Regions from separate parts of the Mus musculus genome. Here region 2 is linked to region 1. The links are chromatin contacts, called in public HiChIP or PLAC-seq maps. All regions are on one chromosome and are shown on one strand. The core of a region is the stretch at or near the end of the contact, and the rest is flanking DNA. Distances in the headings are between cores, read along the strand shown. Region 1 has its middle 10 kb from the start of Mir5124a. Region 2 overlaps Gcnt2 (glucosaminyl (N-acetyl) transferase 2, I-branching enzyme).

Region 1 (5,688 bases), core at 2,535-5,034:
TTTAGATTTGTAAACAGTTTAAAAGGTGTGTCTTTGTGTGCAAGACAGAGTTTATCATCCTAGGTCAAACATAAGAATAAACCTCAGACAATGAATAAAAGAATTCTTTTACTAAATGAATTTGAGGTAGGAGAAGTGGCAGAGTCACAGAATAAACAAGAAACACACACACACACACACACACACACAGAGGTAGAGGGCAGAACCCCTAACAGCCACACTTCCAGAAATTGACATGGTTACTGTCTTTTCATTTGAAATCCTTATGTTCATGCCAAGTATATATAGTACATGCTGGAATCCACTGATGTGCCCTGTAGCATGTGGGACCCGGAGGCATGTGGTTCGAAAGGGCATCTCTGATGACTTCAACTCATGTGCCCTCATCTGTCTGTATCCCTCAGCATCATTTGTACACAGCAATCAGAGGGACAGTGACCAAATGCTTCAGCTTCCATACCCCAGGGTCCCTGCTCACTTTGGTGAGAGAATCCAGGCAACGACGATTTGTAAGATAGATATATGAACCTGTGTGTCACACTGAACACACCTGTCTTCCTACTGTTTCTTAATAATGGAGACGATATGCTATTGTAGTAGACACTTCATATTTTGTAATTTTGTTTGACCCCCCTACTCACAGACACATTTTGATTAAAAACGGGAGAATTCCCAGTGTAGTGCAGTGGTAGATCATTATGTAGTGTGCTAGAAGCCATAGGTTCAATTCCCAATATTAAAAAAACAAAAGACAAAAACAAACAAACACCCAGGGCTCTTGAGATGGCTCAGTGGGTAAAGGGGCTTGTTACAAAGCCTCATGTCTGGAGTTCGATGCCTCAACCCACAGGAGAGAACAGACTTCTGAAAGCTGTTCTTTCGTCTGTGTACGCTGCCACACCGTGTGTGCCCACAGATATGATAGTTAAACTAAACAAAAATAAAAGATAAAGAAATGCCAAAACAAACAGGAAGACGCGAGTTCATATCCTGTCAGTTAGGGAGATACTGGTCTGTCCCCTCCATAGGGCTTCCTGTCACACTTGCACGATCTCTCTTTGAGCAAACGAGGCCCGGGTCCCTGAAGGTTTAATTCCCCGAAGCAACGCCTCAAAGGCCTCGGGAATGATCTCCACAGATGGCCCATGGGCAAATCCTAGTTGCTGCGGGAACTGGTGGTGCTGAGTGATTTAGCTGTAGATAGTTTTGTCTGCTTGACTCCAACACAAATAGCTCCATTCAGAAATGCTGTGGGCTTTCCTTAAGTTGTCCATTCCAGAGTGCAGTGAAGTACATCACTTCCTAAATACTGGCGGGGGCGGGGGCGGGGGGTGGGTAGGGGTGGTCATGGATAGAGGATCTCCCCCCCCCCCCCAGAGGAAAACAATTTCTCTAATTTGTACTAATTTTTCGAATCCCTCCAGGTAGACCTTGTACACCTCAAATGAACTTGACTGCGGGGGTGCGGGGGAGAATAAATGCAGATGTCAACGCCTAATTATGCTTGCCTGAACTGGTATAACCATTCCCACGGTCTTGTCTCCTAGGTTATCTAGATGATGACGTCAGCTTTGTACTTGGCCCTCACTTCAATCTTAGCCTCATTCAACCCCTCACAGACACTCCAGGATCAAGGGCAGCAGTAATTCCCTCACCGTTTCTAGACTTTGCAGCTCCCTGGCTTTGGTTACAAAGCATAGAGGTGATAGCTGGTGCTTGGTTGCAGCTAGAGAGTTGTAGGATACTTGGTCACCCGGTGAATCTGGAGATAGAGTTATTTACTGGAAAAAACAAACAAACAAACAAAAAGTCCAACAACCTAGTTTGGGTTGGGCCGTGGCTCAACCTTAGCACACACCTTTAGTCTAAGAGCTCTCTCTTGAATACTGTAAACAGGATTAAATAAAGTCAGTCATAGAGGCAGAGCAATTGAGAGGAAGTGAACATAAGATTACTGAGAAAAAAACCGTAGAGAGTAAGGGAAAGTCAGGAGGATGGATAGAGAGACAAACAGGAAGTAGGAGAGAGGGACACCCTGACTTTTTTGAGACAGCGTGAGATAGAGCATGGCTTCTGGGGCATTGGTTGAGGAGGAAAGTCAGCTGGGTTTGGTCTCCGCCTCTCTGAGCTGGCAGGTGTTCACCCCAGCATCAGGCTCCCGAGCTTCATTGGTAAATCCAAAGATTGATATTTTGTCAAAAACATCAGTAGAGCCGGGCATGGTGGTGCACGCCTTTAATCCTAGCACTTGGGAGGCAGACACAGGCAGATTTCTGAGTTCGAGGCCAGCCTGGTCTACAGAGTGAGTTCCAGGACAGCCAGGGCTACACAGAGAAACCCTGTCTCGAAAAACCAAAAAAAAAAAAAAAAAAAATCAGTAGAACCTTGTGCCTCACCTGAAATGCCACAAGGATCCTTCTAGAAATGCCTGTGGTTATTTACAGTATTGTTTTGGGTAACACTAGTCGTTTTAAGAAGAATAAGTATGGGTCTGGGGAGAAGATGGCTCAACAGGAAAGGCATGTGTCAACAACACCTGAGTTCCGTTCCTGGGACCCACATGAGAGAAGGAGAGAAGTTACCCATAGATTGTCCTTTGACCTCCATATACACATAGAAGTACATACAATATACATGTGTACACACACACACAATACACACACCACCCATAAATAATAAAAAAATGAGCATTATTATATATGATTTATTTCTACTTAGTGTGCAGAAGTATCTTACCCGCATTTATGTATGTGTACCATGAGCACTCCTGGGGCTGGAGATCGTCACAAGAGGCTGTTGGATTCCCTGAAACTGGAGTTACAAATCGCTGTGAACTACCCTGTGGGTGGAAGCAACTGAACCCTAGTCCTCTGTGAGCATAGCAAGTGCTCTTTGCCATCTCTGAAGGCTCTTTCTTTCTGGAGCCTCTTCACTGCCCCAGAGGTAACCATTCTATATCCTGAATTCTATGTTTGCCCAATAGGAGGGCGATGAGCGACCCAAGGGGGAAAGAGAAAGCTCAACCCAGGTTGGCCATTAGCTCAAAGTTGATGCCCAGCGTTCCAAATCCAGGAGGTGACCAGATTAAAAAAAAAAAAAAAAATCAGGAACCAGGATAGATCTGCTGGTTATTCAATAATTCTCAGAGCATGTATTTGTTTCAGAGGTCAATGGAACATATCGCTGCTACCTTAGGGCATACTCTCCCTGAAGGACTTTAACCAGTTTCTGTTACATCAAGTTAACGCTCCTGAGGACTGAATTTACGCCAGTGCCTGTGAAAAGGGACTACTTCAGTCTCACCTGTACCACCATGAAATGTGGATTTCCCACAACTCATTTTATCATGACATCACCTCTGGGCCCAAATTAGAAACCAAATAAGCTGGTGGAACTTTTTGAATCTAGGAATGCCTGGTAAAAGCCTGCATCAAACTCATTTTTTAAATATGAAGTTCACAGGCATCTTCCTGCGTTCATTTCCTGCTCTCCATCCCCCTGCCTTAAAAAAAAAAAAAACAAAAAAAAACCTACCACCACCAACCCCCCCCCCCCCCAAAAAAAAAAAAAAACCCTTACAGTTTTAATTTTTTACTATTGTTGAATTCGGAGCCCTGTCTCACTCTCCCGAATGTTTGCAGTCACAGGAAACAGCCTGAAGCACCAGGGGTTTAAAATAGCCAGGGAGCCTGGTTAAAAAGTTCCCTGGATTGGGTGAAGGGAGGAGGCTCTTCCCAAGCTCGGAGCCTCTAAGAGTCACGTGTTCTCCTGTTCTTAGCTCCCGCGGGGTGTAATTTGAGAAGACAGGTTCCTCCCAACCCCTCTATCTCGGTCTGGTGAGGACTCCCCTAAACAGCCTCTGGATGTGGGTTTCCTTTCGTAGCTAGTCACCCATGAGTCTTAAGGAATTTTTTTTCCCTTTCGATCCTGGGGCTACTGGAAGACTGGCGGCAAGGCAGCTATCACACCCTGCTCATGGCTGCTCCGTGGTGTCCAAGCTAATTTTAGACCTTGAAGAGAAGTCACCGGGAAGAATGATGGGTAGAAAATGATCAGGTTCTAGGGTTTAATTTAAAATGGCGGGAAACAGGGCAGTAGGGAAGGAGAAATGAAGCGGGTCTTGTCAAGTTCAGACAAGATAGGTAACTGAGGTGGAACAAGGTTGGAGCTGGGGCTGAAAGATCCGGAGCCCTTCTGTGTTGATGTGTCCGGCCATCGCAGGCTTTGTGGGCTAAGTGCTTAGCGAGGAGGTGAGCCCCAGACCACAGGAGTTTTGACAGCCCCGCTTTGTTGCAGAAAATCAACAGGTTCGAGTGTATTTATAGTTTTAGGTTGGATGCTGTTGTAGTTTGTTTTCTGTTGTTGTTTATAAAAGTCATGATCAAAAAGCAACTTGGGGAGGAGAGCGTTTATTTCATCTTAGTTTACAGTCCATCATGAAGTAAAAAAGAGACAGGAACTCCAGTAGGAACCTGGAGACCGGAAATGACGTACAGAATATGGGGGAATAATCATTAGTGCCTTGCTCCTGGGCTCCTGTTTAGCAATATTTCCTGTACAGCTCAGGCCCACTTGCCTAGGAATAGTACTACCCACAGTATTTTGGATCGTCCTACATCATTACCAATCAAGAAACTGCTCCCAGACATGCCCACCAGCCAGTCTGAGACACCCAGTTCTTTAACTGAGGTTTCTCTGTTCTAGATATTTCAAGTTGAGAACCAAGACTAGCCATCACACGTATTTTGTAAGGGTGGATATATTTTTACATGTTGGGTATATCTTAGACACTGGTATTAGTATGGGGTCTATTCCTGATCAATTTCACAATCTGATTTTGAAGTTAAGGAAACAAAAACCACAGCTTCTGTGGGTAGAGTTCTATATTAGGTTGAGCCTGCATTAAGAAGAGTGCCAAGGAGTATCACCTCCCTGTAGATTAGAGGTCAAAGAAACAAGGTCCATCCTGCTGCAGGGTAGCCAAGCCCAGGAACGCCAGTCTCCCTGTGTCTTACAGACCAGTCTGCAATGAGCCAGTTGGTGCTTTGTTCTCTGTTTGGCTAAGGTGTTATCAATTGAGGAAAGAGGGTCGACTAAGTTTCAACAAAGGCACAGGGGTCATCTCAGCCCTTGGGAGACAGACACTGGAGGATTAAGTAAGTGTCTGAGGCTGCTATGAGCTACATAATGAGAGTTTTTCTCCGAAGTAAATGAAAAGAAAAAAAAAGAGAAAGAAAGAAAGAAAGAAAGAAAGAAAGAAAGAAGGAAAGAAAGAAAGGAAGGAAAAAAGGAAGAAAGGAAGGAAGGAAGGAAGGACATGTTAATTTGCTTACTTGATCTTTAAAATAACAAGGAAAGTCCTCACACACTTGTAACTCTACAGGGTCCTGGGTTGCTTCCTTTCTTTAAAAAAAAAATTGTGTGTGTGTGCACACGTGTACGTGGGCATGCACACTCTCATGGTGTGTGTGTGCACGTGCGCATGTGTGTGGTGGTCAGAGAACAACTGCTTTTCCTTCCACCATACAGGTCCTGGTGAGTTGAACTCAGGTCCTCAGGTTTGGCTACAGGCCCTTTTACCCACTCAGCCATATCACTAGCCCCTTGGTTCAAGGGTTCATTTTTCATTTTAGCCTGTTATTGGTTGAGTGAAGTTCGAGCTTCACAGGAGATATTCTGGAAGAGAGA
Region 2 (5,036 bases), core at 276-2,775, 90 kb before region 1:
TTCAGTCATGGTTTATCTCTGATCATGGCCAACAAATGGACTCCTCTCCGGCTGTAAGAAGGCAAGGATGGAACAGAGAAGGACCCCCCCCCCCGCCCCCAGTTTTAGAACCTAGGTGGTTTAGAACCTAATATAGGCAACCCCCACCCCCACCCCATTTTGTTGCCAAACTGAATAAACTAGAACCCAGAAAATTGATGCCAGTAAATCCGGAGTGTGTTTGTGGGAGGGGTGGGGCAGGAGTTTGCAATGGAATGGACCCAAGGCTTTGTGCGCGCTGAATGGCCATCTACCACTTGAGCTCCAGCTTAGCCTAGCTTGTTGATTTTCTTTCAAGAGAAAAACTGAAAATAAAACCTATCTAAATTCTTTCTTGCACGTTTCCTACACTCTAGCGTAGCTGCTTGTAGAAAATGCATACATGGGTGTTCTTGGTGCTTAGAACTATCTAGAATGGGATGGACACCCCCCCCACACACACACACACAGTCTTTCGCCAGTGGTAGAAAGTGAATCCAGTGCTAAGCTAGACTATATATGTGTGGGGTGTGTGTGTGTGGTAAAAATTATGTGCACGTGTGGATGTGTGCACATGTGTGTGAGTGTATGTGTATGGTGTGAGTGTGTGTATGTGTGTCTGTGTAAAGGCAACCTCGGGTGTGGTTCCCTGGGCACCACCCACCTTGTGTTTTGAGATGGGATTTCAAGGCCTTATCTCAAAAACAAACAAAAATCACATAGGTTACCAGAAGCAGCAGTTTTGGTAGTGGGGGTGGGGGTGGGGGCAGGGATAGGGGAGTCTTTGAAAGAACCATGAAGTCAGGCCACACCAGTGACCTTCCAAGCCCCCAGAGCTCTGCCGAAGCTTGTCAGGAGAACCCACAGAATCTTAACTTTTCCAGACACTAAGTAGGTGGGGGAGGCTTTTTTGTTCATTTGTTTTTTTTTCATCCCAACAAACACCCGATTTTCAAAAGCAGGTAGCAGCTGCAGTTGGTGAGGACCAAATGACAAGCCAGGAAGATCTATTTTTCAGGGTTTTAAATTTTATTCTTGTTATTTTTAATTATGTGTGTGTGGGGGGTATGTGCACACGGGATGTAGACACCTGAGGGGGGCCGGGGGATCTGGCACGCTCTCGATTCTGCAGCCCCTTTCTTTTAGGTTTGAATCTCTGCATCTTGCTTCTAACGCACACAAATAAGCAACTGCAGAGCTCTAAAATCCAAATGCCCACCCCAGTATCTACCCGCCATGTAGCGTGGCACTGAAGAGGACGAAGCAGCAGGTTTGTGGGTTTGTGGCTTCCAGGATGCCTTGGCTCTGTACACCCAGAGACTCTGTTGCAAACATTGCCAGGAGCTCCCTCTCGGGCATCTGGATCAGGATCATCCACTGTTAGGTTTTAAACTTGGCACAAAAGGCTGAGGTGCCTACTTAACATATCAAAGCAGACACAGAGCCAGGCTCTCCCAGCATCCCTTGGTCGGTACCGGTTACAGGGCCCTCCTGCTAGCACATCCCAGCCCCCACCCTAAATTCTTCAGCCCAGGCTGTAATTTGGTTACCCCACTCCAGTACCTTTGGGCCTCCTGGCTGCTGCATCTGGTTTCTCTCTCCCTCCAGGGCCCAGCTCATCAGGGTCAAGTCCACTCTGTTCTCTCCCAGAGGTCCCTGCCTCTGGCTATATATACTCTTCCACATATGTATAATAAACTTTCTCTTCCACCCTACCCAGGAACGGTCATGTTCCTTCCCTTTTCCTTTCTCCTTTTCACTCAGCCACTGCTATTTTAAATTATTTATTTGTGTGCATGTGAGCCTGTGGCAGCCAGAGGAAATCCTGATGTGCCACCCTCAAGAATATCACCACTTCCTTTCAGATAAGCTCTCCTATAGGCCTGGAGTTCACCCGGTACACTAGGCTGCCTGGCCTGTGAGACCAGTATCGTCCGGTTTCTGCCACCCCGGTGCTGAGATTCAAAGAAGGTTCCACCTTGGACCAATTGACTGATTGCTTGGTTGATTTGGGGGTGAGGGTGGGGAGATGGGTTTAGACTCTGTACCCTATAGGTTGATCCAAACCTCACCATGAAACCCAATCTATCTTCAAAATTTAAAGGACCTTCCCGTGCCAGCCACCTGAGTGCTGGGATTACAGGCATTTCCCACTTCTGGATGACTCCTAGTTCTTCATGGTCCTCTTTTCCTGATTTCATAGGACAGACAGACACCCAGCTGTGTCTGTCTTCCAATTTATCCAGTGCTTCACAGCATCAAGTATTGAGCCTCAGTAACAAGTTTATTTTATTTTATTTTATCAAATCTTAGAAGCTTTATTTTTCAACTTTCAGGGATTTTTAAAGGTAAAGTTCAAAGCAGCCGCTGTTTATTTCTCAGCTTCCCTGAGATGAACTATCCCCAGGTTCATGTCGGCTCTGTGAGTCTACTTTTTCCCTCTTAAAGTGATAATCCCATGGCTTGTGAAACACAGGACCCCGATAATAAGGGTGGACTAAAATAATTCATAAAAGTATAAACAGATCAAAGTGAAAATTACACATATACTATAAAACCTAATGCCTACAAATAATCAATTGATAAATATAATCCACCATATACACAAGCTGAAAGAACCATCATTAGGTTACCTCATGAGATGCAGGAAAGGCCCTTGACAAAATCCCAACACCCCTTCATTTTAAAAGTCCTGGAAAGACTAGAGACACAAGGAACATACCTCAGCATAATAAAGGCACTTTACAGGAAGCCCATTGCCAGCATCAATTTAAATGGAGAGAAACTCAAAGCAATTCCACTAAAATCAGGAACAAGACAAGGTTGTTCACTCTAGCCACACCTACTCAATACAATACTTGAATTCTTAGCTAGAGCAATAAGACAACTGAAGGAGATCAGGTGGTACAAATTGAAAGGTAATAGCCGAAGTATCTTTATTTGGAGATGATATGAAATTGCACGTAAATGTTCCTGAAAAATTCCACTGGGAAATTCCTACAGCTGATAAAGTAGCTGAGTACAAAATTAACACACAGAAATCAGTAGCTCCAAGCCGGGCGTGGTGGCACACGCCTTTAATCCCAGCACTCAGGAGGCAGAGGCAGGCCTGGTCTACAGAGTGAGTTCCAGGACAGCCAGGGCTACACAGAGAAACCCTGTCTCGAAAAAACAAAAACAAACAAACAAACAAAAAAATCAGTAGCTCCTATATACAAACGAAAGACAGACAGAGAAAAAAATCAGAGAAACACCTTTCACAATAGCCTCAAAGAATAATGTATCTTGGGGTAACTTTAACCAAGCAAGCGAAAGACTTGTATGCTAAAAACTTCAAGTCACTGAAGACAGAAATTGGAAGATAAAAGAAGATACAAAGAGCTCTCATACTCATGGATTAACATAGTAAAAATGGCCATTCATTTGTACAGATGCAGTCTATACAGATTCAATGTAATCACCATTGAAATTCCAACACACTTTTTCATAGATCTTGAATTTCCAGCTTCATGTAGAAACACACACACACACACACACACACACACTTGCTGAAACAGTCCTGAGTAATAAAAGAACTCCTGGAGATATCACTATCCCTGATTTCAAGTTGTACCACCAAGCTATAGTAATAAAAACAGCATTGAATTGGCACAAAAGCAGACACATTCGTCAATGGAATCAAATTGAAGACCCGGATATAAATCTGCACACCTTTGGAGCCTGATTTTTGATAAAGAGGCCAGAAGTACACACAGGAAATAAGACAGCATCTAAAACAAATTGTACTAGTCAAACTGGATGTCTGCATGTAGAAGAATCCAAATAGACCCATATTATCACCCTGCATACAACTCAACTCCAAATGGATCAAAGACCTCAATATAAAACCAGATACAGTGAACCTGATAGAAGAGAAAGTGGAGAATAGCCTTGAACTCACTGGCACAGGAAAAGTTTCTGAACAGAACACCATTAGGACAGGCCCTTAGATCAACAATTAACAATGGGACCTCATGAGATTGAAAAGTTTCTGCACAGCAAAAAACACTGTTATTCCAACAAAGCAACAGCCTACAGAATGGGGCAAAGATTTTGACCAGCTACACATCCAATAGAGGGCCAATATCCAAAACATATAAACTAAATATCAATAAATAAATAACTTAGTTTAAAAATGAGGTACAGATCCAAACAGAGAATTCTCAAAAGAGAGAACTCAAAATGGCTGAGAAACACTTAAATGCTCACCCTAAGCCATCAGGGAAATGCAAATCAAGATAACGCTGAGATTTCATCTTAGACCCCTTAGAATGGCTAAGATCAAAGCCACAAGTGACAGCGCATGGTGCTGAGGGTGTTCAGTAAGAGAAATGCTCATATCTTGCTAGTGGGAGAGAAAATTGCTACAGCCATGATGGAAAGCGGGTGTGGTGGTTCCTCAGGAAGTTGGGAATACCTCAAGGTTCAGCTCTACCACCCTTGGGCATATATCCAAAGGATGCTTCATCCTACCACAGAGACACTTGCTCAGCCACGCTCACTGCTGCTCTACTGATAATAGTCTGAGATTAGAAACAACCTCTACTCATAAGAAACTGAAATTGGAAACAACCTTGATATCCCTCAAGAGAAGATCGAACAAAGTAAATGTGGTACATTTATACAATGGAGTAAAAAAAAAGAAAAAGAAAAAAGACACCATCCAGGCAAATGGATTATGAAACTAGATAAAATAATCCTGAGTGAGATATTCCAGACCCAGAGAGAAATCTGGTTATGTAGTCACTTAGATTTAGATATGGATATTAGCTGTTAAGTCAATGATAACTAAGCTACAATCCACAGAACTACAGAGGTTAGGTATAGAGTAAGGGAATAGAGTGTGTTTTTATTTGGTTACAGTTTCGTGGGGTTTTGTTTTTGTTTGAGGGGAGGGGTTTTATTTTGTTTTCTTGGTTCTCTTGTATTGGGTTTTTGTTTGTTTTTGAGAAAGAATGTAAAGTTCGGTAGGTAGGAGG

Evidence for each region. HiChIP or PLAC-seq counts read pairs in DNA pulled down with a chosen protein or histone mark.
Region 2: a contact with region 1 is called in an H3K27ac HiChIP or PLAC-seq map of embryonic stem cells, with 21 read pairs. The contact joins two enhancer-like sites. A contact is called at or near these places in 6 of 39 promoter capture datasets (the 3T3-L1 cell line, hippocampal neurons, liver and 1 more), 12 of 484 Hi-C or Micro-C datasets (LSK cells, Sertoli cells, Th17 cells and 7 more), 20 of 115 datasets of contacts at active chromatin or transcription factors (the HPC-7 cell line, bone marrow-derived macrophages, cardiomyocytes and 9 more) and 4 of 9 other capture datasets (adipose tissue, liver, macrophages and 1 more).

Annotation. Positions count from the first base shown.
Region 1 is chr13:40,852,872-40,858,559 of GRCm38.p6, reverse strand. No RefSeq gene overlaps it. Among named protein-coding and RNA genes, the nearest start is that of Mir5124a, 10 kb to the left of the region's middle. Within about 2 kb of position 3,784, at least 154 of the 459 cell types and tissues checked have an H3K27ac peak or open chromatin away from gene starts, as enhancers often do. A contact at or near this core is called in the HPC-7 cell line, bone marrow-derived macrophages, embryonic stem cells and 1 more, where this site is marked.
Region 2 is chr13:40,941,005-40,946,040 of GRCm38.p6, reverse strand. The region is part of intron 1 of Gcnt2 (glucosaminyl (N-acetyl) transferase 2, I-branching enzyme); the gene reads right to left. Among named protein-coding and RNA genes, the nearest start is that of Gm31683, 26 kb to the right of the region's middle. Within about 2 kb of position 1,525, at least 34 of the 459 cell types and tissues checked have an H3K27ac peak or open chromatin away from gene starts, as enhancers often do. A contact at or near this core is called in the HPC-7 cell line, bone marrow-derived macrophages, embryonic stem cells and 1 more, where this site is marked.